Linked DNA regions of Mus musculus: regions 1, 2, 3, 4, 5 and 6 are each linked to region 7. The links are chromatin contacts, called in public ChIA-PET, HiCAR-type and HiChIP or PLAC-seq maps. All regions are on one chromosome and are shown on one strand. Each heading gives the region's core, a stretch centred on a gene start, on an enhancer-like site or on the middle of the called end of the contact. The rest is flanking DNA. Distances are from core to core; before and after follow the strand shown.

Region 1 (3,306 bases), core at 256-2,755, 850 kb after region 7:
GCTTAGTGATTCCTGCTCCCCCAGGTAGAACTGAGAGGCTATACCTTGAAACACACACACACACCAAACAAGCAAGCAAGCAAAGCCACAGAACTCATAGTCTATTTCTATTCGGGTTCTTCATTATGGAGCCGGATTTGTGACTTCTGGGATGTTGCTTGTGATCCTCAGCCTATGGTCAGGGTGTTGCAGAGTCATGCAGCACATGCTTGGCTAAGAAGGATGAACAGGGAACACTCTAGAAGCTATGCTCCAAAAGAAAGATTTAAAAACTGCCTAACCCATAGGAGGCACATTTTCCCCTGACCTTCCTCTGATTCTCCTCAGAGTTGGTGCTACCTGCCATATTCACACTATAGAGCCCACAGAGCCAATCACCCCACACAGAGCATTCTGTTCCCCCGCTTTCTATGTCTATACCTCATAACACTTCTAAATGCCTTGTAAGTTCAGCCATGTTGGCCCACGATGCTTCATCTTCAACTTGACTGAGACCCATTCAGAGCATTTGTTTGAGTGCGTATTATAAATGTTAACACACTCTGCATGTGAGCATCCCACAGGCTACATTGAAAGGACCGAATGGGAGGGGAGAGGAATAAGGTGGCTGGACAGCCACACCCACGACTCTGCTTCACACCTGCTCCACACACCTCGGGCTTCTGCTACCGTGACTTTCCCACTGTGTTGGTAGTCAACCCTCAACCAGTGACCCAAATAAGCTTCTCCTTCAGTTGTTTTGGTCTCTACAAGAAAGGGAACTAATGCAGCCACCTTGTATGCTATGCGCATTATGTACTTCTACAAAGTACCTTTTTCTCTGCATCCCAGAAGGCTGACTTTCACAGCGCCATCAGACAACCAGACTGCCTCTGGTCTTCCATTTGAGTAGAAGAAAGAGAATGATCCGTTAAGATACAATTGTTCAGGCTCCCTCCCTGTAGACCACAGATTAGAGGTGTCCCTGTCAGGGACTAAACTATACCTCACCCCATTCCTATGCTGAATTTAATAGCCAGAACCTCAGAATATGGCTGCAGCAGGAAATAGGACCTAATCACCGGTGCCTGAGAATGTGATCGCGAGCAGAAACAGAATCCCTAGTGTCTCAGAACATTGCTGCATCCAAAAGCGTACTTAGCCCCCGCTATTTCAGGATGTTATGACATCCGGAGATAGGCAAGTGAGTGAGAATAAAATCAATAGGCGTGGCCATCCTGTAAGGTAGCCAGAGGCCATATAATACTGGGAAATGTGGGCCCAGAGACAGAGCACAGTGGGAGACTGCACAAAGGCACAGGGTAAAGACAATATTGAAAGAATCCTCAGAAGAAACCAACCTGCCTGAGCCTTGATCTGCAGAACTTCAGGAAAGTAAGTCTCTCCATTACTTAAGCCATCATGCTTTGGAAATCCAAATGGCTAAGACAGTAACTGTAACCACGGCCACATCTACTGGCCATAGTTTCCTCATGCATTGTGGGCTCTTCCCTTTTCCCCTTCAGATTTGAGGAGGGCCGCAGGCTCCCTGTTGTTTCCTGTCAGTGTTGGTTTCTCTGAACTGGGCCCAGCCTTGGCAGTTGCATTTATTCAAGTGACGTCACTTACCACATCTGGTGTTACTTGCAGGGACACAGACATTCATTTTGATCCTTTTACAAGCTGCCTATGCTGTCCCTAAATGTGAGTTCCCTGACAAAAGAAAACAGACCAGCCCACCAGGGAAGCACCACATCCCCATATTACTGAGTAAAACCCTTCAGACTTTTTGAATCTGTGATATTTTTAGAATATACAACCAAGCACTTAGTTCTGCAGAAACAGAGGTTCTGCCCCAGGAATGATGACATTATACCTGCAGTGAAAAATAAAATGGAGAAAACGGTTAGAAGAAGGCTATCTTGCTTGTCTATTTATTTATATAGAACTGGGTGTTGAACCCACAGCCTTGGGCATGCTAGGCTAGCACTTTGCCACTGTTCTATATTCTCACGCCTCAAAGGGAAGGATAGAAAATTGTTTTTTCTTCACCACTGTGCACATTTGTTTCTGAAACAATGGTACCTCTATTAGTTAGCTCTTTGGTTACTGTGTGATGGTTCCTGTTAATTGTCAATTCATCAGACTCTAGACTTCCCTGGGAGATCAGTCTCCAGGCACACCTGCGAGAGATTATCTAGATTAAAGTTAGCCTCTGAGAATGTCTGAGGGATTATCTTGATTATGTTCATTGATGTGGGAAGACCCTTCTTAATTGTAGGTGGGATCATTTCCTAAGCAGGGGATCCTAGACTGTAAGTGGAAAAAGGAAACTGGGTAGTAAACACACATTCAACTTTTTGCTTCTTGACTGCAGACTCAAGCCCCAGCCACTGTGGTAGACTGTAACATGGAATTGTCGGCCAAGATACTCAGGAAATGGACTCAGATGGGGACCAAATACCTCAGAGTAGTAGTTTGAGGAGTAAAGATTTATTTAGGCTCTGTGGTGGTTTGAATATGCTTAGCCCAAGGAGTGGCACTATTTGAAGGTGTGGCCTTGTTGGAGTAGGTGTGGCCTTTTTGGAGGTAGATTGTCACTGTAGGTGTGAGCTTTAAGACCCTTATCCTAGGGCTAGAGAGATTCTCAGTGGTTAAGAGCACTGATTGCTTTTCCAAAGGTCCTGAGTTCAAATCCCAGCAAGCACATGATGGCTCACAACCATCTGTAATGAGATCTGATGCCCTCTTCTGGTGTGTCTGAAGACAGCTACAGTGTACTTGTATATAATAAATAAATACATCTTTAAGGGGAAAAAAAGACCCTTGTCCTAGCTGCCTGTAAGACAAGTCTTTCGAAGTCTTAGTTCCTCCTGCACCATGCCTGCCTGGATGCTACTACCATGCTCCCACCTTGATGATAATGGACAGAACCTCTGAACCTGTAACCTGTTGCCTTCATCATGGTGTCTGTTCATAGCAGTAAAACCCTAAGGCAGGCTCCCTGATTCAGCATCCTTAGCTCATAGGCTTTTAGTGCTATTGTTACTGACCCAAGATAAAACTGAAGAATCTTATGTTATGCAAAAGGCAGAGAGAAGCAGTAATAAATAAGAAGGAGCCAGGGCAAGGTGAAGCCCAGAGACATCTCCAGGGAGCTTTCTGAACCCAGCCTGCATTTTCCAGGGTCTGCCATCTCCTAATAGTTTATTCAAGTTTGAATTTGCTGATAGATTGATCCACTGGGGCAGGCAAAGCTCTCTGCCTACTGCTTGCATCAGCAGCCAAGCCTTTAATACTTGAACCATTTTTAGAAAATATTTCATG
Region 2 (3,454 bases), core at 238-2,737, 800 kb after region 7:
GTGTGATGACAGGGATCCTGCTCTGCTTTCTGATTTGTAGCACATTTACTCTGGCCCTGCAGTCAGTACGTGACTAGACATGGACAAGCAGACCTTACCCAGAAAACCACAATGCTGCCCTTCCCTCTCCATCCTGAGTCACTCTGCAAATCTCCCCCTTTCTCTTTAGATGATATCCAGGACACAGTTCCCATGGCTTCTGCAGTTACTCCCATTTCAGAAAGTCCTGTCCCTTGATTTTTCACACCATAAAACCTAGCATCTCTTTCAGTATGTTTACAGCCATTCCTCTGTATTCATGTTGCCCAGCCTCATTCGATGTGATATTTAAATAAGGGTCTATTAGGGGGAAAGCCTTACTGTGTTCAGAAGCAGTGTAATGTGGGGGCATACATAGACATACCACAAACTGCCCAGAGCCCTACAAGTCCATGAGTGTTGGCTGCTGCTGGCTCTAAGGGAAAGGGCAACACAGCCTCCATTGCAATTAGTTGCTGGCAACTTTGCCGACAGTTTGGTGATCTGGAAGCAGCATTGTGAAGGTTTCCATCCCAACAATCATTAATTATATGCATCTATAGTCCGACATGTGATGAATGGGCTTAGTTTCATTGTAGCTCAATCTAATTACATTTTAGAAGATTGGTTGAGGGGGGGGGGGTTGTCATTAGTGTATAATGTATTATAATCTTTCTTACTAAAATAACGCAAAAATATTTTAACATTTGATTAACATTTTGGAGCTAAATACCTGATTTTCAAAAAGAGATTATTAATATATGATGTATAGTGCTTATAATTTAAATATATACGCTTATTTCACAGAAATCCTGAGTATCAAGCCACAATGGTGAAGTTTCCCTTCCCGCGTTTATGTGTTTCTACCCAGTCTCTCTCAGCTCCTTAGCTGTGTTTTTTAAACCCCTTCATAGTTGGGAAGGTTTATTGGCCTGTCACTAACCTAGTCTGGTTAGTCTGGTGTTGACTTCTTTCCTGGGTAGTAACACATTGATGCTCTTTCTCATACAGTACTCTTGGGAGTTTTTCTGAGCTCTCTACCTAATCTACTATCCACCCCCGAAGCTAACCATCAGCCTTGCTCTGATGAACTCTCTCCCTGCCTCCTAGGCAGCCTTCCACAGGGAATCTAATTCACACTAGGATCACTCTGTGTGGCTGCTTCTTTGGGGTATTTGAGTGATCTTACACATAGCCCAGGGTGGCTTTCAATCCAAAATTCTTCCCCCTCTGGCTCATGAGTGCTAGGATTATTCAGTATATTGCCAAGCCAGCTTCCAGTGAGTCCTAGCTTCCATCTGCCTCTGCCAGCCATCGGGAAGAGAGTAATTACTTCCCAGCCATTCTGGTAGGCCCTTTCAATCAGCTTGCTCCTTTCCCATTGTTCGGCTTTTGAGTCACACATAGACCCATTGTATACAGCAAGCTGGTGGGATTCAGATCAAGCTTTGTGTAGGTCCACTGACAGCCCTGTTGCTTGGCTGGTAACAAGAGGGTAGCAGACCACATGTGGAGGCTCAGAACATGGCTGCGTTTCTCTCCAAGTGAATGGCATTCTCAGCTTCTGTTTCTTTTAGACAGAGAAGAGCGGGATGCGCACATCCTAATCCAATTCACAGCCAGATTCTTGCAGGCTTTCTCTAGGTTGTCTGGTTTCTTCCTGTGGATCCTGGGAGCACCAACACGCATTGTTGAAACTGAGTTAGGAAGGAGCCTGTTTTATCCACAATGCCAAGGCCTTTATAGGGTAGTCCCCTACATACATTCTAGCACCTAAGTAGCATAGTATTTTAAATAATCTCTGGAAGAAATCATTACCATTCGCTTATTCAAAAGAGGATTGAGTGTGGGTTGACAATCTAGGTCATATCAGTGATGCACTTTGAATGCCAGCCCCACTCAAGGACTGCACAGCTTTATTCTGTGAGCTAGCTGAGGGACGTGTTTCCCCATCATCTGTGAGGAAGGCCAGTGCACAGGTTCAGGGATGCTTGCTGTGTGCCATCGTTCTGCAGCATATAGATTTCAGTACCTGGTTTCTTCTTTTTCCTTTATTTTTAAGGTTACAAATTAACGTCTTAATGCCAGCAGCTCTCTTGTTCTTCTAACCATCACATCGTGGGTTTGAGTATCCGGACTTGATTCTCTTAGGCTGATGCAGTCAAGGATTGCCTTGAGTATGTCTTTTGGGGAGAGGGATTTTTTATGAAGGAAGTTTAAGTCTGGCTGTGTGGTTGTGTTATCAGGGACCAGTCACTCTCCATTCTGTTCTTGCGAATGAGTTGGGGATGCTGCAGGGTATTAAAAGGCCACACAGTTAAAGGCTTTCCCTCTTGTGTGATTTGAAGCAGTGACACAGGGGTGGGGTGGCAGAGATGAGATGTTGCTGATAACACTGGGTTCTGGGGTAGGCAGGTGTATGAGGAGCCCATAGACACACAGCTGTAAACTGACAACACTGAGGTAGCTGATTCTCTTAACTCCACAGCCTTGCTCAGTACTGCCATGTGGTGGCCATGAAGTGCTTGCTCTTATTGATTTTAAAAATAGCTAATTAAGAGAAAAGTTTTATTCCAAGGTTGGACAGAGACTGGGAACTCGGACGGAAATGCTTAGAAGTTCTGTGTGGAGCAGTACCTGGATGAAGCCTCACAGACAGAAACGGCCCCGGGCCTCCTGGAAAGCCTCGGTGTGGGAAACATGGTTTAAATGTGTGTCTTCTTCTCAAAAGACCCAGATTGGAAGCCAGCTGTGGTGATGGCTATGCTGAAGTCCCAGTGTGTGGGAAGTTGAGGCAGGAGAATTGCTATAGTTTAAGGCCATTCTGTTCTGAGCTCCATACTAAGTTCCAGTCTAGCCTGGCCTACAAAGATGAGAGACTACCTCTGAAAGAAAAAAGAGAAATCAGATTCTATTAAAAGACACACAGATAACTGGCTTAAAAGATGTAAGGCACGGCTTTGAGGGTGATACCTGTGATAAGAGTGGCTTTCTACAGGCCTTTCTCTGTCACCTCCTGAGGTTGGCTGGGGGTCAGCAGAACATCAGGGGTGGCAGGCTTGCACACTTTTCTCAACAAATAAGCAGGCAAATGAGCAGGAAATCGGTTCCCGTCACCAAGAGGCCCACCATGCTCTGAGCAGTCGGCAGTCACCCACCCGTCAGCGGCGATCTGCTGGTGGGTGAACCTATTCAGTACAAGAGAAAACAGATGTCTACTCTTTCTGCCAAGTCCCTCTCTCGCATTTCAGGAACCATTCCACAAGCACGGGGAGGGTTTGTTAATTTCTTTCAGATGGTGTCTGAGTGCTTTACACCGGGTGGGACCTCCGAGCCTGGCTTTTCTACTCAAGTGAGCATTACAGCCATTTATCCCTGTCACAGCCAGTGTGGGACCCATTTTTCCATGTGCTAGAAAAGCCCCTAAACCTCATCT
Region 3 (3,400 bases), core at 248-2,747, 740 kb before region 7:
ACAACTTTCTTAACTGTTTTGGCTAGAAAATAGTGTCCCTCCACTTCTGACACATAATTAGCTGTGTGCTCCGCTTCAATAGTGCCCACCTATGTAAGAGTGGATTTTTTATTTTGTACTGAGAAAACCTGCCATATATTTTGGACCAGATTCTCAGAAGAAGTTGAGGTTTGTTTTTTCCATGTTTAAAGCAAAGTTATATAATACTTGAGGCATGATTAAAATTAACTTATGTCTCAGGAATATGTACCTGCCTGACATAAATGTCAGATATACAGAGTTCTTAATTTCCAGTGTAAAATTTAAATGTTGGTAAATAAAACATTTGTCTTTTGGCTTCACTTATGTTACAGATATAAGACTTTAATATTAAAATTGATTTTTCCAGCCATTAGATGCTTATATTAGAAAATTGTCCTTAAAATCTATTTATTTTAATACATACTCAAGTGTAGAGAGATTTGGCCCTTGCTGGCACCTATTAAAATAGTATGCCTGCTGGTATAAACCTTCCCATTCAGAGTGTAGTTTTTAAGTGACCTTTGAGTCACATTTAAAGGTTGACTTGGGTATTTTAATTAGAATATACCCATGTTTAAAGTCTTCTGCGGTAAACACAAATGCATAGTGGATTTTCTCAGCACCCCCCAAAAAAGAGGACCAGTGATTTCTTCAGGACGGAACATGTCTTGAACAGCTCTGGTGGAGAACTAGACGCCCTCTCTGATCACACTTAGGCTTATAAACCATTCCCGTTGTTTTTACACCGTGCAAGAGCTCATTTGAATTTTCCCTTCTAAAGACCGAGGACCTCCTAATCCTGAGCGCTCTCTCTCTCTGCAGTGGTACACGGATGAAGACCACGGGATCGCTAGCAGCACAGCTCACCAGCACATCTATTCCCACATGAGCCATTTCCTCCAGCAGTGCTTCTCCTTACACTAGCACAGCATAGCTCTCCATAGCTTATTTAAGACCACATTTGTTCTCATTATCTCAAAAGTGCACTGTTAAGATGAAGATCTTAATAATGTTGCATTGAGACATTTCAGGCTGCTTTCTCCAGTTTTACACCTGCAATCCTAACTAAGGATGCCTGTCCCCAGAACAGATTACTACCTTAGAGCAATTTGGATTTTCCCCTCTGTTTTGTTTATCATTTAAAATCATTTCCACATCAGCTGCTGAAACAACAAATATAAATTATTTTTGCAAGAGCTATGCATAGATTTCCTGAGCAGAATTTCAATTTTTTTTTTCCTTACTAGACTGGTCCAAATCTCGTTTCCCTTATTTAAGTGGGTGACAAGATGTGGGTAATGATGTCATTAGGGCAGCAACAAGAGAAGAGGGAGCAGGGAGTATGGCTAGAAACCCAGGTCCAAGCATACAAACCAACCAGGCTACTGTCAGCTCGCCTCGAGAAGAGCTGTTCACTGCCAGACTGGCACAGTTTTCTGAGAAAGACTATTCAAACAGTCTCAGGAAATCATATATGCAAAGCACTGACTTCTAAGTAAAACCACAGCAGTTGAATAGACTCCAAAGAAATGCAAGGGACGCTGCCAGCAATGTAAGGGCCCCAGGTGCCAGTTATGGCTATAGGTGCTACAAAAACACAGCAAGGGTGATGGGAAAGCATTGTAAATGTGCTTTTGAAAATTACCGATGTCTCCTAGTGAAAAGAGGCAGCTTGGAACATATCGACTTGCCCTGTTAAAAGTTGAAAATATTTGTGTCACAAATTCTAACATGAAGGAATACTTGCATTAGTTTTTCCTACTTCATTTCTTTGAGCATTTTAATTAAAATATTTTAACTTCATTAGCTTTTTAATGGAAAATTAAATGAGAATGTTTTGTGTTATTATTTCTATTCTACACACTGGAACTTTGCCTGGTCATTTAGTAAATATGCTTCCATTTTTCAGAGGTAATGGGTTATGTCTTGAATCAAACTTACACCGCATTGACATATGGACACATTTGTTCAAAGGTTCTTGTTTAACTTGTTAGACATCCAAGACTGTCTTGTAAACATGGAAAGAGTTCAGCTTTTTTTTAAAAAAAATTAGATACATAAAACTGTTTAAACTTAAATGATTCATAGGGGTTTCTCTAATACCCCCTGAAATGTCTATTTTCACACTTATCACATAGCTTTGGAGAAATCAATTAACAATAATTTGGTCATTTAAATACTATGGAATTCATAATATAATTTAATCTAGGGGAGCATGTGAGGCTCACAGCATGGGACAGAACACTATCAGCAGAGTCGTTTTGGTTGACTTGTCTTTCCAGGGTTTTCTGTATTGTTTTGTCTCTGGTCTCTTCTTGTGGGGGGGTGATATAATAGAAAACATACATTCTGATATTGAACTTGACTTAGCAATGTTTGGATAACTTAGAAAATACTACGTTTTGTTTCAATTATTTATAACACAACTGCATTTTTAAAATGGACTTCACACATTTAAATGCAGTTTCAGACCAGAGTGCTAGATAAAATTATTCTGGACAGGTGAGCCACAGCATGAATTGCAAACGTGGCAGAAATGGAAACTACCTATCAAATAAGGGTGGGATTAGATATTCATGAGCTTGATGCCACTTCCCAGGCCCCCCCACGGATTCACTCCACCTTAAGTAAGTCTCAAGTCCTATTCTTCCATTGCAAGCACTGCTGGTAAGTAAGCCTGTAGGTTTCTGGCTATAATCCTATTTTAGAATACAGCACTTTCACCATGTGCAGCAGTATCCACCTGCAAAGTTCTAGATCAAGGGACAGAGGTGACATGTTCCTGTCAGTGTGAAAACATAAACAGAAATTACCCGTTGTGAATTCATCAATCTAAACCCCATTATATAATAATCTAGATTTTATTAATATATCTTATATGATGTATCACATAATATTTATATAATAGCCAAACCATGAATTTTGTGTTCCTTTTGTTTCTAAATATGTTGTTTCTGGAGCCTGAATTAATCAAATATCACAGCACACATTTTTCAGGCAATGATGGTTTCAAATGGTGATAATGTGAATAAATTCAGTTTTTATTTGACTCTCATAGCACAAGTTTTACTGTTCCGTAAGAGTTGTGAATTAGATTAAGAACCTGATGCGGAAGTTCTAAGTGAACTCAAGAGTAAGTTTGAAAAGCACAAGAGCTAGTAACGTCACTAAGGGACATAGACCTGTCTCTGAGGGACATATGCATTCTCTGGAAGCACATGGATCGAGCTTCCTTCTCAGAGCACACCAGCATCAGGGGCGCATGCGCTAAGGGAAGGCCGCCCTGACGCTTCACTATCCAGGATCACTTCAGTCTGTGCCATTCCGGGCACTGTGGTTCTCGGAGTATTAGCAGTTCCACCTCTTGGCGCTTATTGCT
Region 4 (3,506 bases), core at 305-2,804, 870 kb before region 7:
ATAAAATAAAACCTCAAGACAAGCAGAGATCGTTTCTTCATAAACGGACACTGTTTCTTTCTGTGTTGCTAACAGATTTCCAACACCTTTGTCCTTTCAAATTTATCCCCTTATAATCCTCCAAATCAGAAGCCAGTATCAAGCCAGACCTAGAAGTGCAAGCCTATAATCCCAGCTATAAAAAGGGAGGCTGAGGAAAGAGGATTATAAACTCAAGAGCAGCATCAGTTAGGAATGAATTTGAGGCCAGCCTGGGCAACTTTAAGACCCTATCTCAAAAGGTAAGAAGATACCTAATGATGGAACTCAGGGAGAGAGCATTTGCCTAGTATGCCATTGAACCCTAATTTCTTTTTTATTTTTTTATTTTAGGTTTTCCTTTTTTTTTTTTTTTGATTTGTTGACCACTTTTATTATTTTTTTCTTTTATTGGATATTTTCTTTATTTACATTTCAAATGTTATTCCCTTTCCAGGTCTTCCCTCTACCCTATCCACCCTCCTCCTGCCTCTATAAGGGTGCTTTCCCATCCACCCACCCACTCCCACCTTCCCACCCTAGCACTCCCCTACACTGGGGCATCGAACCCCCTCAGCCCAAGGGCCTCTCATCTTACTGATGTCCAACAAGGCCATCTTCTGCCATATATGCGGCCAGAACCTTGGGTGGGTCCGTCCATGTGTACTGAAAGAGAAAAAACTGTAAGAATAAGCCAGCCAACCCCGCCCCCTCTGTCTCTCCCTTCCCTCCCCCCTCTACTCAACAGTAGACGATTTGGCCACGATTTGTCCAGCTGTGAAGAGGCGCCAGTCCTTGGTTTGTGGCCCCGGTCCGTCTTTAAACCTATCACCCCAACATCTGCTCCCACCCTTTGTCTCTGACCCAGATCCTCCTGCCTCTATATTATCTTCATTCTTGTGTCTATGCTGGGCTCACCTGGATAATTCAGTATTGTCTCCTCAACTCAAGTTTCCTCACCACAATTGCCAAATCCGTTTGAGTATATTCACTTCCTGGAGGTCAGGACACGCATTTCTGAGAAAGGAACCAACATAAATAAGAGGGATTCCCCCATGTAGCAGGTTGACAGTAAACAGCTTGAGATTTATTGCAGAACAAAATCTACTTGAGAAACAAAAAGGAAAGGTTGCAGTCTAAACAGCAAGGTGAGGGGGCTTCGCTGTCCATTGACAACTGATCTGGACATGAGCACAAGCGCAATTATCAGTTTTCCACAGGATGGTGGTACGGCAAAAATAAATAAATAAATAAATAAATTACAAAAAAATAATAGGATGGGGGAAATAAGTCTCCTGAAAATTAAAGGCATTGTGACTGTGTCGCTTAGGAGGGGAAACAGCATAGCTCTTAATAATTAGTTGCAAGGGTGTGAGAAGTGGGCCAGGGATAATTAGCAGGGGACGCTGATCATGTGCACATTCGCAGCGAGCTGACAAAAAGAGGAAGTGAGCCAAACTGCAGGGAGAAGCTGGGGCTTTTTAAAAGGGAAGTTCTTGACCATGAAGATCAGACTACCAAGAGAAGCTGTGTAATTTCCATCCTTAAAGAGCTTTAAAAATAGGATAAACAGCCATCTGCACAAGATGATTTATGCATTGACCTTCAGGAGGCGGGCCCGATCATCTCATGAAGTCCCTTCCAAGTGTGGGATTCTATGATTTAATCAGTATGTGATTTTTCTCAGCTCTACATTTTGCGAGATAACCAGCAGATGGGAGCCACAAATTCCCCAACATCATACCAAAATCATGGTTCCTCACACTGGTAGGGCCCAGGCAAGCTTGCCAAATTGGCATCCATTGAAAAAAAATCATTGAAGGACCCACCTCAAACATTTATTTATCTCCTTGTGGGTGTCTGGACCACCCATGTCCACAAAATAGAGATAATCTTTAGACCGATTGTGTGCATTCAGCTTTGACTTAAGTAAGAGTCACGTTGAAAAGGGGAGTCTCATTTTGAAACCTGAAACAACAGCTCTCATAAAACGGTGGTGGTGGTGGTGGTGGTGGGGGATTTACAAACTCCAGCTGAAGGAGAAACGAGGTCAATTAGACACAGCCCTTCCCAGGAAACGTTTTAGAGCAAACTTGAGCCTTACTTGTTTTCACTTAACAGACACGTCTCGTCAGTTCTTTGGGCATATATGTAGTGCTTACTATAGCCTAGGTTCAGTACAAAGCCACAGGGAGACAAATACCATCCATCCGTCAAAGAGCTTAGTCTCTTCCAAAGGAAGAGGCCATTTTTTTTTTTTTTTTTTTTTTTTTTGACGCAGAGTCAGCAAAGCAGTAACAGGATGCAGAATAATCGATGGGATGATGCCAAGAAAACGATCCAAGTCTGAGAGACCTAAGGGACTTGGACTTGTGTCTGAAGGTTAAAACGAAGCTGGGGAGGAAAGATAATAAAACGTTTTCTGGAGCACTCAGGATAGCCTGAAGAGTGGCTGGTAAACCCCACGAAGTGAAATTTGTATACAGCTAGTGCTTACGGTGTAGAGAGAAGGGTAAAAGGCCAGTTGGGGAGAAGGAAAGACCCAGAAGTGAGGGAAACCGAGAGGTCACGAGAGCTCTCACAGGTCATGCAAAAGAACTCAGACACAGCATAGAAGAAATATGGCTGCTGAGTGATAGAATACACTTCTGAACCAAAAGACAGAAAAGCATTTGCATACGATTCACCAAAATGAAGGGGTCACTAGGCAGGTGTTGAGACATCAAGGAGAACCCAATAAGGCTGAGCAGGGCAACAGCATCTAGTTAGGGTACTCTTCCTTCTCTTCTGATCACTGCTCCTTGGACTTCATCCCCCTGCCTCCCCTTGTTATTCAGACCCTTCAGGTGACCACCTGAAGCTTCTACATCTTAAGCTTCAGCCAATGACAAGCCAGGAATACACTGGTCCCATTATCTCACTGGCAGACCCCAAATTCCAGCGAAGGGGACTAACAATGGTCCACGGAGACTTTTTCGGGGAGAAGGCGTTCATTACAGCAGGGAACTATTGCTGCAGGCACCTTAGGGGCAGGGTGAACTTGTTCTCTGAACCGGAAGGGCTGCTTTGTAAGTTTTCTCCGTGTGAATGTAGGACCTTTGGTTTGTTTGATGGGGACGGATGCAGACAATCAGTGTGGCGATGGTCACAGATGTGTGTAGCTCCTACCTGGAGGCTGGGAGAAAAGATGGAGTCTCCAGTCGTTCCAGGAACTACTTGGCCACACTAGCAACAGCTGAGGGCAAGCGCCAAGCCTCCGGCACCTCAATCCAAAGAACAGGTTTCTCAAATTGTGTTCTTTATTCAGAACTTATAACGGCTGGCAGGTTCTGCTCCCATATATGAATTTTCAATCAGCGTGCTTTTATTCAAATTGTTCTTTTGTTTCATTGTGTTACTAAAAAAAAGTATGACAGGTTGGCATGCTTGTTTATGTAAATGTCTGGAACTGTAATTTCTTGTACGTTAAGTACAGATAATTACACAGC
Region 5 (3,328 bases), core at 571-3,070, 820 kb before region 7:
AAGGTCTTGGCTATTTGTTATTATAATTAATTATGACAAAACTCGGGGACCTCCTTGACAGTGGTTATGATGACAAATGGCTGCTCTCTTTTTGAATTTCAGCAACTACCTTGCTCCCAGGTTGTAAACGAGGGTAAAGGCACAACCACGAGACCGCAAGTCCATCAGTTTACTAGAGCTACTGTGACTAGTTACCACAAGCTGGGTGGTTAAACAAAAATAGTGATTTGCTCCCTAGTTCTGGAACCTAGGAGTGTGAACTCAAGGCATCCTCCACAAAAGGTTCCTTCTGAGGACTGTGAGAAAAAAAAAATACCTGTGCTCGGCCTCCTTGGCTTGTAAGAGCCCACTTCACCCCTCTGTCTTTTATGCCATTTTTCCCTCTGTGTATGTCTCTGCTTCACCATTTTATAATGATAGGAATCACATTGGGTTCAATAGTCATAACTTAACATCCAGGGGGACCTATCTCCAAATGAGAAGATCTGGGAGTTAGAGCCTTAAATATATATTCTTGTTTAGAAGATTCACTTTAAGAGATATCATCAACTAACTACCCAAATGAGTTCTCTACAACGAACAAAGTTTAACCTAATCATCAAATGATGAAGTTGGCAGACGCAAACACATTGGACTTTAAGATGGAAATGGCATGTGTTTGTGGAAGAGACAAGCCTCACCAGATCCCACTAGGCAAACATGGGCACAGATTCAGAGAACCTGGATTCTGCCGTGCCTTCTCCCACTGTGGTAATGTCTCTCCCTCAACACTTTCAGTGGCTTTATGGAGAGTCCCCTCTAACCAAAGAACAGTGGAAGGTGAAGCATCATTCTTTAGCAAAGGAAGATGACAGCTCCTGTGGGGGAGCTGCTATATCAAAGCCCTGCTCAGGAACTCTCCCTAAGGAACAGAACATTCTGTGTGGGGACAGAAATGATTGGTTAGAGCATCTATGCCAACTCAAGTGGTAGCTAATATATTGACTAGCCGACTCATTAGGGATTTATTTAAAACACCATCAAAAGGCGGGTACAATGAAAACTCGCAAAATGTGCAGAGCGTGGGAAAATAACTGTGTATACAAGGAAGAATTAATCCCAGAGAACAAGATGATCCGTTCTGTAGATGCATCCAATGACCCTTGGTGCAGGCTTCCAGGTTAAGGCCATGGCTGGTGTGGTTATTACTTTTGTTGAGAGCCGGAATGGCTGACAGCAATGGACAGTGATGAGCCTTCTGATACTGTTCGCTATAGGTCTTTTAGACTGCGCTCTTCAGCTCTGGCTCAAGGCTCCACTGAGTCTTGACTCAACTTCTTCAGGTGTAGGAGAGGGAGGTAGAAACAGACACTTGGGATACATAATTAAGAGGACGTGTGTGTGTGTGTGTGTGTGTGTGTGTGTGTGTGTGTGTGTGTGTGTGTGTGCAAGCGCATGTGCATGCGCCTTAGTCTATTTATAAAGAAATATACTTCCTCAAATTGTGGAGACATGAAAGACTAAGGTCCAGTGGCTTCAGTATTAACTCCATAGCATCGTGGCTGAGTGAGTTCATGGAATGACTTGATGTTGTTGTGCATAATCTTCCTCCCTATAAAATAACACAGTAATCGAGTAGAACAATGCTTAAAGTAACTTCCCACTTAAGAAGCGGTAGGGTTACTTTTTTGCGGGGGGAGGGACTCCGGCAAAGCAAGTGAACATTCCCCAGGGAGGATTAATACAGATATCCAACCTGAAGTGTCATTCAAAAGGGAACAATCACCTTTTCTCTTTCTTTGCCAGCCAGATAACATGGGACACCCAACCCCTTCTCTCAGACTGACAGACCTCTCAGGGAAGGGGACAAGAGAACTGGCAGCTAGTTTCTGCAGTGAGCCGTGAATCTGCCAAACTCCATGCCTGCTTGAACCTCAGCTGCCTCGATTATCCACGCAAGGGAGCAACAGTTAAACCTCAATGTGCAATGTCTCTTTTAGCAAAGGGGGTTCGCTGTTCCCCTTATCCCTCACTCATGGGGGCCCTGCGTGCTACTTCCTGGCTCGCCTAGTGGTCCTACCGCGCTGGGTCGGCTGCCCCGCGCTCACACTGTGCACCGAAGCCCGCCTTGCGCTAACTAATGTTTAACTCAGGCCGAAACTTGGCGGCGAGCTCAGGGTGACTGCGTGCAGAGCAGCCGCGCAGGACGTCCGTCTCTGCGCGCAGTGACTTCTGCCTGCGCTCAAGCTTCAGAGTTCAGTTTCAAGGAGCCGCCCGACCATGAAGGTGAGTGCACCCCGCGTCGCACCTCCCTGGACCAGAGGGTCGGGTTGTGGGTGGTGTTTAGACAGATTCTCTCCAAACTGCCCCAGTTTTCCTGGAGGCAACCAGGAGCTGCCATTAGGCGGAAGCCACGGGGCCACCCTCACAGGTGAAGGCACGTCCGTCCCGGGAACTGGCTTAGATCTCTGGCGTGTCCTACTGGGACCCAGGCACTGAGCCTTGGAAGTCGGGGACGGTCACCCGTGGAACGCACGCGGCACTCTCATTTGGCATCAGACGGGTGGGTGGGAGGAGAGAAGCCAACAAGATCATAAGATCATGCTCAGGGCCAAAATTCAAGGGCTTCTGCCTGAGTGAACGCCAAACCCCTCAGGTCTACTAGTGCACCTGCAAACTCCTCTGCCTCTGAAGGGGCCTAAGTCCCAACCCTCTTCGCAGAGAGGAACAAAGACTTCCCCTCTAATTGTTTGCAATCTGACCTGCTTGCAGACACCGTGGAAGGTTCTTCTGGGACTGCTTGGTGTCGCTGCGCTTGTCACCATCATCACCGTGCCAATAGTTCTGCTGAGCAAAGGTAGAACCTTGCAACATCTTAAAAAGAGAGGGTGGTTGGAGACGGGGTCAGGCGGCTCTCAAAGCGAGCTCAGTTTATTGGGGGGCCTTGACCCCTGTGCTGGGTTATGGCTGAAGAGACTGGTAAGTGTCTCTAAATGTATTTGCTGCTTCTGGGGGCTCCAGTGTTTAGGCCTTGAGGCTTCCTCGTTTTGTTGTGTATAACAAATACACACTTCCTGACACTGGGAAAGAGGCGCGGCTTCTTTTTATTAAATTCAACGGAAAGTATCTTAACCTCAAATTGATTTTAGAAGACTGTTGATTGTAGAGCTTCCAAGGAAATAAGGCAGCTTTTGAAGACCCAAAGCATAGCAATGAGGCAATAAGAATGTCTTAAGTGGAGTGGGGAATGAGAAAGAAAAAGAAAAACAGAACAGAACAAACTAAACCAGGAAACCCAGAGATTTCTCCTTCAAGGGTGATGAGACTCTGCCAGTTGGAAGATTCAGTT
Region 6 (3,088 bases), core at 571-3,070, 800 kb before region 7:
ATAGTTCCTGTATTGTCCTTTCCAGAAAGCCTTAGAGCATAGGCACAAGTTCTTTGCCATACTAAGAAAGGATGGCCTTTCCTCTAATTTTCAAAAAGATGGTCCTCATTTCTCTATAGAACTTCATTCGTGCAGTCTGTGCCATCCTTTTCTCTCCCACCATTCTTAACATGATCACTTGGGATAATTTCAAAGAAGACTAAACCTTTCTCTGGAGTCCTACTCCTTGGACCCCCTCACTAACATTGGTTGTAGTGCTACATTCACAGAAAAGGTATGAAGCACATTTTGACAGTTGCTTCCACACAGTTCCAGGCTCTATCCATTATCCACTTCCAGTGTTGCTTAGCAACTCTTCACTTGTCCAATACCAATTTCTGGGCTGGCCATTTTATGCTGCTAGGACAAAATATCTAAGGCTGGGTAATTATAAGGGACAGGAAGTTATTTCTCATAGTTCTAGAACCTGGGAAAGCCAAGGTCAAGGAACCAGCTAGCTCAGCATTATGTAAGAGATTGCTTCCCTGATGACATCTTCTATCAGCAGCATCCTCACGTGGTGGTCCATGGTGGGGTACACTCATTGCCCCCACCCATTTCACAAGTTGCTAATCAATCCTGAGAATAGAACCTCCAGTACTTAATCACCTCTCTCCAAGCCTGCACCTCTTAAAACTACTGCAATGAGTTAGATCTGAACAATAGCAAGTTATTCAGTAGTTCCCCAAAGCCAAATGCAATAGGCAAGTCTGTGCTCACAACTAGGCCCTTGGCTTTCAGTGCCACCTGCGACTCCCTTCTTGTGTTTTGTGATTCGGCAGAGATAGGAAGTGGCTGTGTGATCCAGTCTCAGGGGCCATGAAGCCTGTCCGTTAATTGTTACTTCCTCCTTATTGAATATTTTTTCTTTGTCTGCCAAGACTGCTATTTTACAAAAGTGAATTCTGCAGTAACACCTGTTTTATTTCTTTGTACTCTTTGTAGAGACAAGAATTAGTGTGGAATGTTGACTGGTTGCCATATGGCATCCACAAACTACAACCAAATACCTCTTTTTCCTGTTTTTTTCTTAAACAACTTCATGCATTTGTGAGCCTTAAGAAACATATTTCTTTCTAGAAGTATTTCATTAGCTATTTAATTTCCAAAGCAGTTTATCTTTGGAAAGTAGAAATGTTATAAATCAGAGTTTAAGAGTTAAAACATTAATGATGAATGAACATATTTTTTATTGAAAAAATAGTTAACACACATGGTGACATTGGTCAAAATCAAGACTACTCTGGAAGACTGTAGTCTCTCTTATTTTGATTTTGTTATCCTGGGGTTACAATTGATTTATAAGTAATTCTGACCTTGAAGCTAGGATTCATTATACCATAGCCTTTGGTGAGACTTCATTACTAGGCTGAACCATTTTGAATGCTGCTCTTCTGATGTTTATGATTGACAAATGTCATTTTTACATGGCTCATCTTAGTTCTTTAAGCCAAGGAAATAAAGCAGAATACAGCTAATGTCTTCCCTAAGATTCTAAATTCAAGAGATTGCATTTGTTTATGAGCTGATGGGTACCACATGATCAACTGCTTTCCTTGGCTGGCACAAGGCTTTAAATCAATAAGTCAAGTGAACGGCGTGTCCCGGGTCGCACCACGAAAACCATAGCAGCAGCCAAGGACCTGCATCTGTTGCTGCAGCAGTGCCCTGTCAAGGAGCAAGAAGACGAGGAAGGAGAAACAGGAACATGAGCACGTCCTGTAAGAGTCGGAAGGGTGTACCTTGCCAGCAAACTGTGAAGCTGATAAAGGTCAAAACCTGGACTTGGCACTCGAATCTCACAGAACTCGCTTATCTAGATGTTTCCAAACTGTCTTCCAATGTGTCCTGCTCATCAAACGGCAAGATAAAAAACAAAACTAAAAAAAAAAAAAAAAAACCCAAAAACCAACCCACAGGGAGTAGTTGTTGTTCGACTTGCTCTAGTGTGGCCAGACTCTGGGACTGTTTGTGAACAGATAAAAAGTGGTTTGCATTCAGCTTCCTGAGCACCTAAGTGAACCTTACACAAGGCAGGGCTGGTGTAGGCCCTGCGGGTGTATACGCGCCGTGAGTCATCTTCCTTGATCTGCGTGTAGATCCCCAAGAATGTCATAAGCTGAAGGGAACCAGAGTGAGGCACAGATGAGGAGCTTAGAAAAGCTATGTGCTGATGTGAGAACAGGCTGAGCAGTGCCAGAGGGGTGCTAAGAGGGGCGCAGGAAGGGAATAATGGCCCACTGGATACTAGGTAATCCCAAGGAATCTGGACTCGATTATTAATTTTAATTAATTATCAATTAAAATTATCAGCTCCAAACTGTCTCTGTAACTCCTTCCATGGGTGTTTTGTTCCCAGTTCTAAAAAGGGGCAAAGTGTTTGTTAGGCTATGCTGGTGCCTGGCAAACACAGAAGTGGATGCTCACAGTCAGCTATTGGATTAAACAACGTCTGTGAGCTAACAAGGAGAATGTAGCAGTTTTATCTATGGAAGGAGAAGGTTCAAAAGTCGGATATTATCAGGTTAGCTCAAAAGGAACTACTGTTAAAAACTTCGTTGGAAAGGACAGTTTCTATAAGAGAATTACTTTCCCATGGGCTTTGAAAAGAGTAACACAAAGGGCAGCTTTTACTGGCCTGCTTGTGATGTGGCAGGTGCTGTGGTTAGGTGTTTCCATGCACATGAAAATGTTTGAGAGTGTGGAGAAAGATGTTAGGCTCTTTGTGATTTGTCTCTGGAGTGAAGTGAATGAATAACTTTACTTTGTGTAAAGGAATTTTTTTTTGTAATACTTATGTGATAACATCTTACATTAAGTAATAAAACCTCACAAGAGACAGCTATATCAGGGTCCTTTCAGAAAAATCTTGCTGGCGTATGCAATGGTGTCAGCATTTGGAGGCTGATTATGGGATGGATATCCGGGTGTGGCAGTCTCTAGATGGTCCATCCTTTTGTCTCAGCTCCAAACTTTGTCTCTGTAACTCCTTCCATGGGTGTTTTGTTTCCAATTCTAAGAAGGGGCAAAGTGTTTGTTAGGCTATGCT
Region 7 (3,432 bases), core at 914-3,413:
GTGTGTGTGTGTGTGTGTGTGTGTGTGTGTAAAAGAGTCACAGGGCAACATTGAGGGGTTAGTTTCTCTCCTTCTACCTTGCTGGTCCTCGGGATGGATCCCTGATGTCAGGCTTAGTGGCAGACACCTTTACTTGCTAAGTCAACTTACTCACCTAACCCACTTGTACTTTTGTTTCTGATGCTATGATGAACACTATGACCAAAAGCAACTTGAGAATGAAGGGGTTCACTCCATCTTACAACTCATAGTTCAAAACCCATCACTGGGGGAAGTTGGAGCAGAAACTCAAGCAAGAAGCTGGAGCAAAAAACCACAGAAGGTTGATGCCTACTTCCCAGTTTTCTTCTCCCAGCTTGCTCATTCTTTCTTATAAAGTCTAGGCCCACCTGCCCAGGGATCATAGTACTCAGAGCTGGCTGGATCCTCCCATATCAACCAGCAATAAAAGAATACCTCACAGACAAGTTCACAGGCCATTCTGATAGAGACGATACCTCAAATGAAAATTCCTCTTCCTGGTATGTTTGTTTTTATTACGTTGAAAAAAAAAACCTATGATACCTAATTCATAATTATGTTTCTACAGTGTACAAGAATAACTTCAGATGTTTAAAATGAGTCAAGTATTAAAATGAAATAGCACAGGAAATTATCTCAATAATTTGCAAGAGGACAATAATCTTGGATACAAAACCTAGGCAAAGCCACATGACTAATAGTTCTTTACAGTATGTGGCACATAGCATGAAGGGTTACTATATCTGTATCTTCCTCCTGAGTTCTGGGATTAAAAGCATGAGCCACCATGCCTGGCAACAACTGTACCTTTAAGAAAGGAAAAGAAAGAAAGAAAGAAAGAAAGAAAGAAAGAAAGAAAGAAAGAAAGAAGAAAGGAAGGAAGGAAGAAAAAAAAAACGACATAAAAATCCAAACTTGGGAAAAGTGACCAACGCCAAGAGAAGAGGGTGTACAGAGTAAGCAATGATCTCATTTCCATAGGGGAGCAAAACAACGTGAGTAGGCGCCTTTAAGAGATGTGGAAGGCTTTGTCTTACATGATTGAAAACGCTTTAGCGGGGTGGTTTCATTTTCTCCTTTATCATTTGAGGGGTTCACGGCCCCTCTCAAAGGGGACAATATGGCTTTTCGCAAGAAGGTGGTGCTTGTCTTTCTGTTACTGGGCAAACGGCGGGGTGTTACTCCACCTCTCTTCACTTTCTAGCTTATCGTTTCTTCTTCATGTTAACTTCTCAAAAGTTTCTGCGAGAGAAAAAGACACCCAAGAAGGCTGCTTTGTACAGCCAGCCTAATAGTGAGAGAGCCTAAGTCCTCTGGGGGTACAGCGAGCATCTTCCCCCTTGATCGGATTTCAGGACAAGCATTGCTCTTTTTCTTCTCGTTTGTTTGCTTGCTTGCTTGTTTTTGGTGTATAACTCGTTGCCACTCAGTTTACACGACGGTGGAGACTCTACCTAATGACTGGGTGACCAGGGAAGGAGGATGGCTACTTCTGCTCTTTGAGCCTTGGCCACCCATTCTCTCCGGGACTCCTAGGGGGAAGTTACCCAACTTCTCATTGACAAGACTATGATGACACTCCACAGGAAAGCAGAGAAGGGAATTGTGCAACTCCCGGGATAGACACAAAGAGTCTATTAAGTGTTCGAGGGCATAACCGCCGGGGCGACCGGCTTCTGCGAAGTCGAGGACTCCGGGATCCCCGGCGCCCCAACACCGCAGGCCGTGCCGCGCTCGTTTCCAGCCCCGGGAAGCAGCGAGGAGAGCGGCAGTCACCCTGCCGCGACGGGTGGGGGACTGTCGTCGCGGAGCTGAGGTCACGGGCCGGGAAAGCCCCACAGGGTCAGCTCGGGGACAGGGACCCGCGCTTTCTCTCGCTCAAAATCGCGCTGTAAACTCGCTGGGGCCGCAGCTCTACTTCTCGGAGGAGACTTCGGTGCAGCGCAGCGCATCCCACACCCGCTCACACACCCCAGCCCTGCGTCCCCGGGCTCGGCCGACCCAGACTCCCTGTCTCCGCTTTTACTCACAGTGGAGGGTTCCGGCTGTGCTCGCTCACGCCACAGGTCGCCGGTGCCCGGCAGAATGACTGCAACCGGAAGTAGCTTTCCGTTCCAGTTCAGAGGGCAGCGACTGCGCTCTGAGTCATTAACGCTTCACCTTCCATCCTCAGGGCCAGCCCCGCCCCACGTCCCGCCTCTGCAGGAAAGCCCCGCCCACAAAGCCCCGCCCCGCCAAGCTCCTTGGAGGCCCGGGGCCATACAGGAAATAGCATCTGACAGTAAGAGAACCCTAAACATAAGTCATTTGTTTAAAGGTCACTTCAGTGTCTTAGCTAGAATTTTGAGCAAACAGTAAATAACTACTTCTAATATTACCTTATATGTAGGTTAGAGAACCACTCAGAAAAACTTGATATATTGTGAAATTCCTGTTTAGAGCAGGTAGGGGAAGGCCCAGGAAATTACAGTTTTCACCAGATCCTTATGCGAATATAATTGAGTTAAAGTCCACAACTTGAGAAATATTACATATACACTCGGTGTTTCCTCCCACTAGTAATACTTTCCAATGGATATACTTGCTAAAAAAAATTCAATTTCTAGTAAATTTCTCGGGGATTAAAAGTTTCTCATTATTTTATCCAGACATGCTTGAATGATAGCTGAGAGAGAAATTTCAGATGGACGCAGTGAGAAAAACATCTTTTCCGTGTTAGAACAAGAGAGTTGGGTTCTGGCTGCCCCATTTTCTCTTTAGTTCAAAGATTCAAACACTTGTCTGGTTCTAACCGTTAGCTTGAATATTTGGGGCAAATTTTAAAATTCAAACCATCGTTTAAAACTATTAAAAAACTTTCATCAGCTGCGGTTGCTCACAGAAAACCTAAGCAAGATCCAACCAATCAACCTGCTACCACAGTGGTGGGTGGGGTTCACAAGCCCATATGTCAAACCAGTATCTGTGAGGAGCTAAGGGCAGTGGGTGGACTTGAGGGGAGGAGGCCAGTTTTATTTAGGGTGTGTCTCATGCTTCAGTAGATGATACTATGTCTGAATTTATACAGGCAGCACAAACTGGACTTTGTGGTCACTTGGGGTGGGAGGTGGAGGTCATAAGGTTGGGAGAGGGGATGGATCTAGGAGGAGTTGAGGGGGATATGGTCAGAACATTGTGGGGCTGGAAAGATGGCTCAGAGGTTAAACACATGATTGCTCTTCCAGAAGACCCCCGTTTAATTCCCAGCACACACATGGCAGTTCACAACTGTCTGTAACTCTGGTTCCAGGGGATCCTATACCCTCACCCAGACATATATGCATTATAATATATTTCTAAAGGAAAAATAGAACAAACACATTATATGATTCTTTAAAAAATATTATAAAATATTACTCAAAATTTTAACAA

The links. ChIA-PET counts read pairs in DNA pulled down with a chosen protein or histone mark. HiCAR-type assays count read pairs that join an accessible place to other places. HiChIP or PLAC-seq counts read pairs in DNA pulled down with a chosen protein or histone mark.
Region 1: an H3K27ac HiChIP or PLAC-seq map of acute myeloid leukemia shows a contact between it and region 7, with 6 times the contacts expected there. The contact joins the enhancer-like site here to the promoter of Tank in region 7. A contact is called at or near these places in 4 of 39 promoter capture datasets (the 3T3-L1 cell line, cranial neural crest, hippocampal neurons and 1 more), 8 of 115 datasets of contacts at active chromatin or transcription factors (the 230-238 cell line, acute myeloid leukemia, bone marrow-derived macrophages and 5 more) and 1 of 9 other capture datasets (liver).
Region 2: a contact with region 7 is called in a HiCAR-type map of astrocytes, with 2.9 times the contacts expected there. The contact joins the enhancer-like site here to the promoter of Tank in region 7. A contact is called at or near these places in 2 of 39 promoter capture datasets (the 3T3-L1 cell line and liver), 2 of 115 datasets of contacts at active chromatin or transcription factors (astrocytes and embryonic stem cells) and 1 of 9 other capture datasets (macrophages).
Region 3: a contact with region 7 is called in an H3K4me3 HiChIP or PLAC-seq map of the 230-238 cell line, with 4 times the contacts expected there. The contact joins the enhancer-like site here to the promoter of Tank in region 7. A contact is called at or near these places in 2 of 39 promoter capture datasets (hippocampal neurons and pre-B cells) and 5 of 115 datasets of contacts at active chromatin or transcription factors (the 230-238 cell line, embryonic stem cells, large pre-B cells and 1 more).
Region 4: a contact with region 7 is called in an H3K4me3 HiChIP or PLAC-seq map of the 230-238 cell line, with 16 times the contacts expected there. The contact joins the enhancer-like site here to the promoter of Tank in region 7. A contact is called at or near these places in 5 of 39 promoter capture datasets (the C10 cell line, the HPC-7 cell line, hippocampal neurons and 2 more), 1 of 484 Hi-C or Micro-C datasets (pre-B cells), 5 of 115 datasets of contacts at active chromatin or transcription factors (the 230-238 cell line, extraembryonic endoderm stem cells, large pre-B cells and 2 more) and 1 of 9 other capture datasets (adipose tissue).
Region 5: an RNA polymerase II ChIA-PET map of memory CD8 T cells shows a contact between it and region 7, with 35 read pairs. The contact joins the promoter of Dpp4 here to the promoter of Tank in region 7. A contact is called at or near these places in 9 of 39 promoter capture datasets (the C10 cell line, the HPC-7 cell line, cranial neural crest and 5 more), 2 of 484 Hi-C or Micro-C datasets (B cells and embryonic stem cells), 6 of 115 datasets of contacts at active chromatin or transcription factors (the 230-238 cell line, T-cell acute lymphoblastic leukemia, embryonic stem cells and 2 more) and 1 of 9 other capture datasets (embryonic stem cells).
Region 6: a contact with region 7 is called in an H3K27ac HiChIP or PLAC-seq map of thymic regulatory T cells, with 7 times the contacts expected there. The contact joins the enhancer-like site here to the promoter of Tank in region 7. A contact is called at or near these places in 8 of 39 promoter capture datasets (the C10 cell line, the HPC-7 cell line, embryonic stem cells and 4 more), 1 of 484 Hi-C or Micro-C datasets (CD8 T cells), 6 of 115 datasets of contacts at active chromatin or transcription factors (the 230-238 cell line, effector CD8 T cells, large pre-B cells and 3 more) and 2 of 9 other capture datasets (embryonic stem cells and liver).

The regions. Positions count from the first base shown.
Region 1 is chr2:60,737,825-60,741,130 of GRCm38.p6, reverse strand. No RefSeq gene overlaps it. Among named protein-coding and RNA genes, the nearest start is that of Gm33436, 47 kb to the right of the region's middle. Within about 2 kb of position 1,505, at least 31 of the 459 cell types and tissues checked have an H3K27ac peak or open chromatin away from gene starts, as enhancers often do. A contact at or near this core is called in acute myeloid leukemia, where this site is marked.
Region 2 is chr2:60,786,349-60,789,802 of GRCm38.p6, reverse strand. All of the region lies in intron 4 of Rbms1 (RNA binding motif, single stranded interacting protein 1), which reads left to right. Among named protein-coding and RNA genes, the nearest start is that of Rbms1, 93 kb to the left of the region's middle. RefSeq lists an enhancer at 2,240-3,454. Within about 2 kb of position 1,487, at least 38 of the 459 cell types and tissues checked have an H3K27ac peak or open chromatin away from gene starts, as enhancers often do. A contact at or near this core is called in astrocytes, where this site is marked.
Region 3 is chr2:62,330,163-62,333,562 of GRCm38.p6, reverse strand. Dpp4 (dipeptidylpeptidase 4) reads left to right here. Exons shown (of 26, transcript NM_010074.3): 26 at 844-3,400. The coding sequence ends at 945. Among named protein-coding and RNA genes, the nearest start is that of Dpp4, 80 kb to the left of the region's middle. Within about 2 kb of position 1,497, at least 33 of the 459 cell types and tissues checked have an H3K27ac peak or open chromatin away from gene starts, as enhancers often do. A contact at or near this core is called in the 230-238 cell line and pro-B cells, where this site is marked.
Region 4 is chr2:62,458,534-62,462,039 of GRCm38.p6, reverse strand. It overlaps Gm13561 (a long non-coding RNA gene), which reads right to left. Exons shown (of 4, transcript XR_001783319.2): 2 at 937-1,035; 3 at 617-684. Among named protein-coding and RNA genes, the nearest start is that of Gm13561, 5.2 kb to the right of the region's middle. Within about 2 kb of position 1,554, at least 80 of the 459 cell types and tissues checked have an H3K27ac peak or open chromatin away from gene starts, as enhancers often do. A contact at or near this core is called in the 230-238 cell line, the HPC-7 cell line, adipose tissue and 3 more, where this site is marked.
Region 5 is chr2:62,410,723-62,414,050 of GRCm38.p6, reverse strand. It overlaps Dpp4 (dipeptidylpeptidase 4), which reads left to right and starts at 1,820. Exons shown (of 26, transcript NM_010074.3): 1 at 1,820-2,265; 2 at 2,752-2,836. The coding sequence starts at 2,260.
Region 6 is chr2:62,390,038-62,393,125 of GRCm38.p6, reverse strand. All of the region lies in intron 2 of Dpp4 (dipeptidylpeptidase 4), which reads left to right. Among named protein-coding and RNA genes, the nearest start is that of Dpp4, 21 kb to the left of the region's middle. Within about 2 kb of position 1,820, at least 111 of the 459 cell types and tissues checked have an H3K27ac peak or open chromatin away from gene starts, as enhancers often do. A contact at or near this core is called in the 230-238 cell line, CD8 T cells, the HPC-7 cell line and 6 more, where this site is marked.
Region 7 is chr2:61,591,828-61,595,259 of GRCm38.p6, reverse strand. Tank (TRAF family member-associated Nf-kappa B activator) reads right to left here and starts at 2,163. Exons shown (of 8, transcript NM_001164072.1): 1 at 2,052-2,163.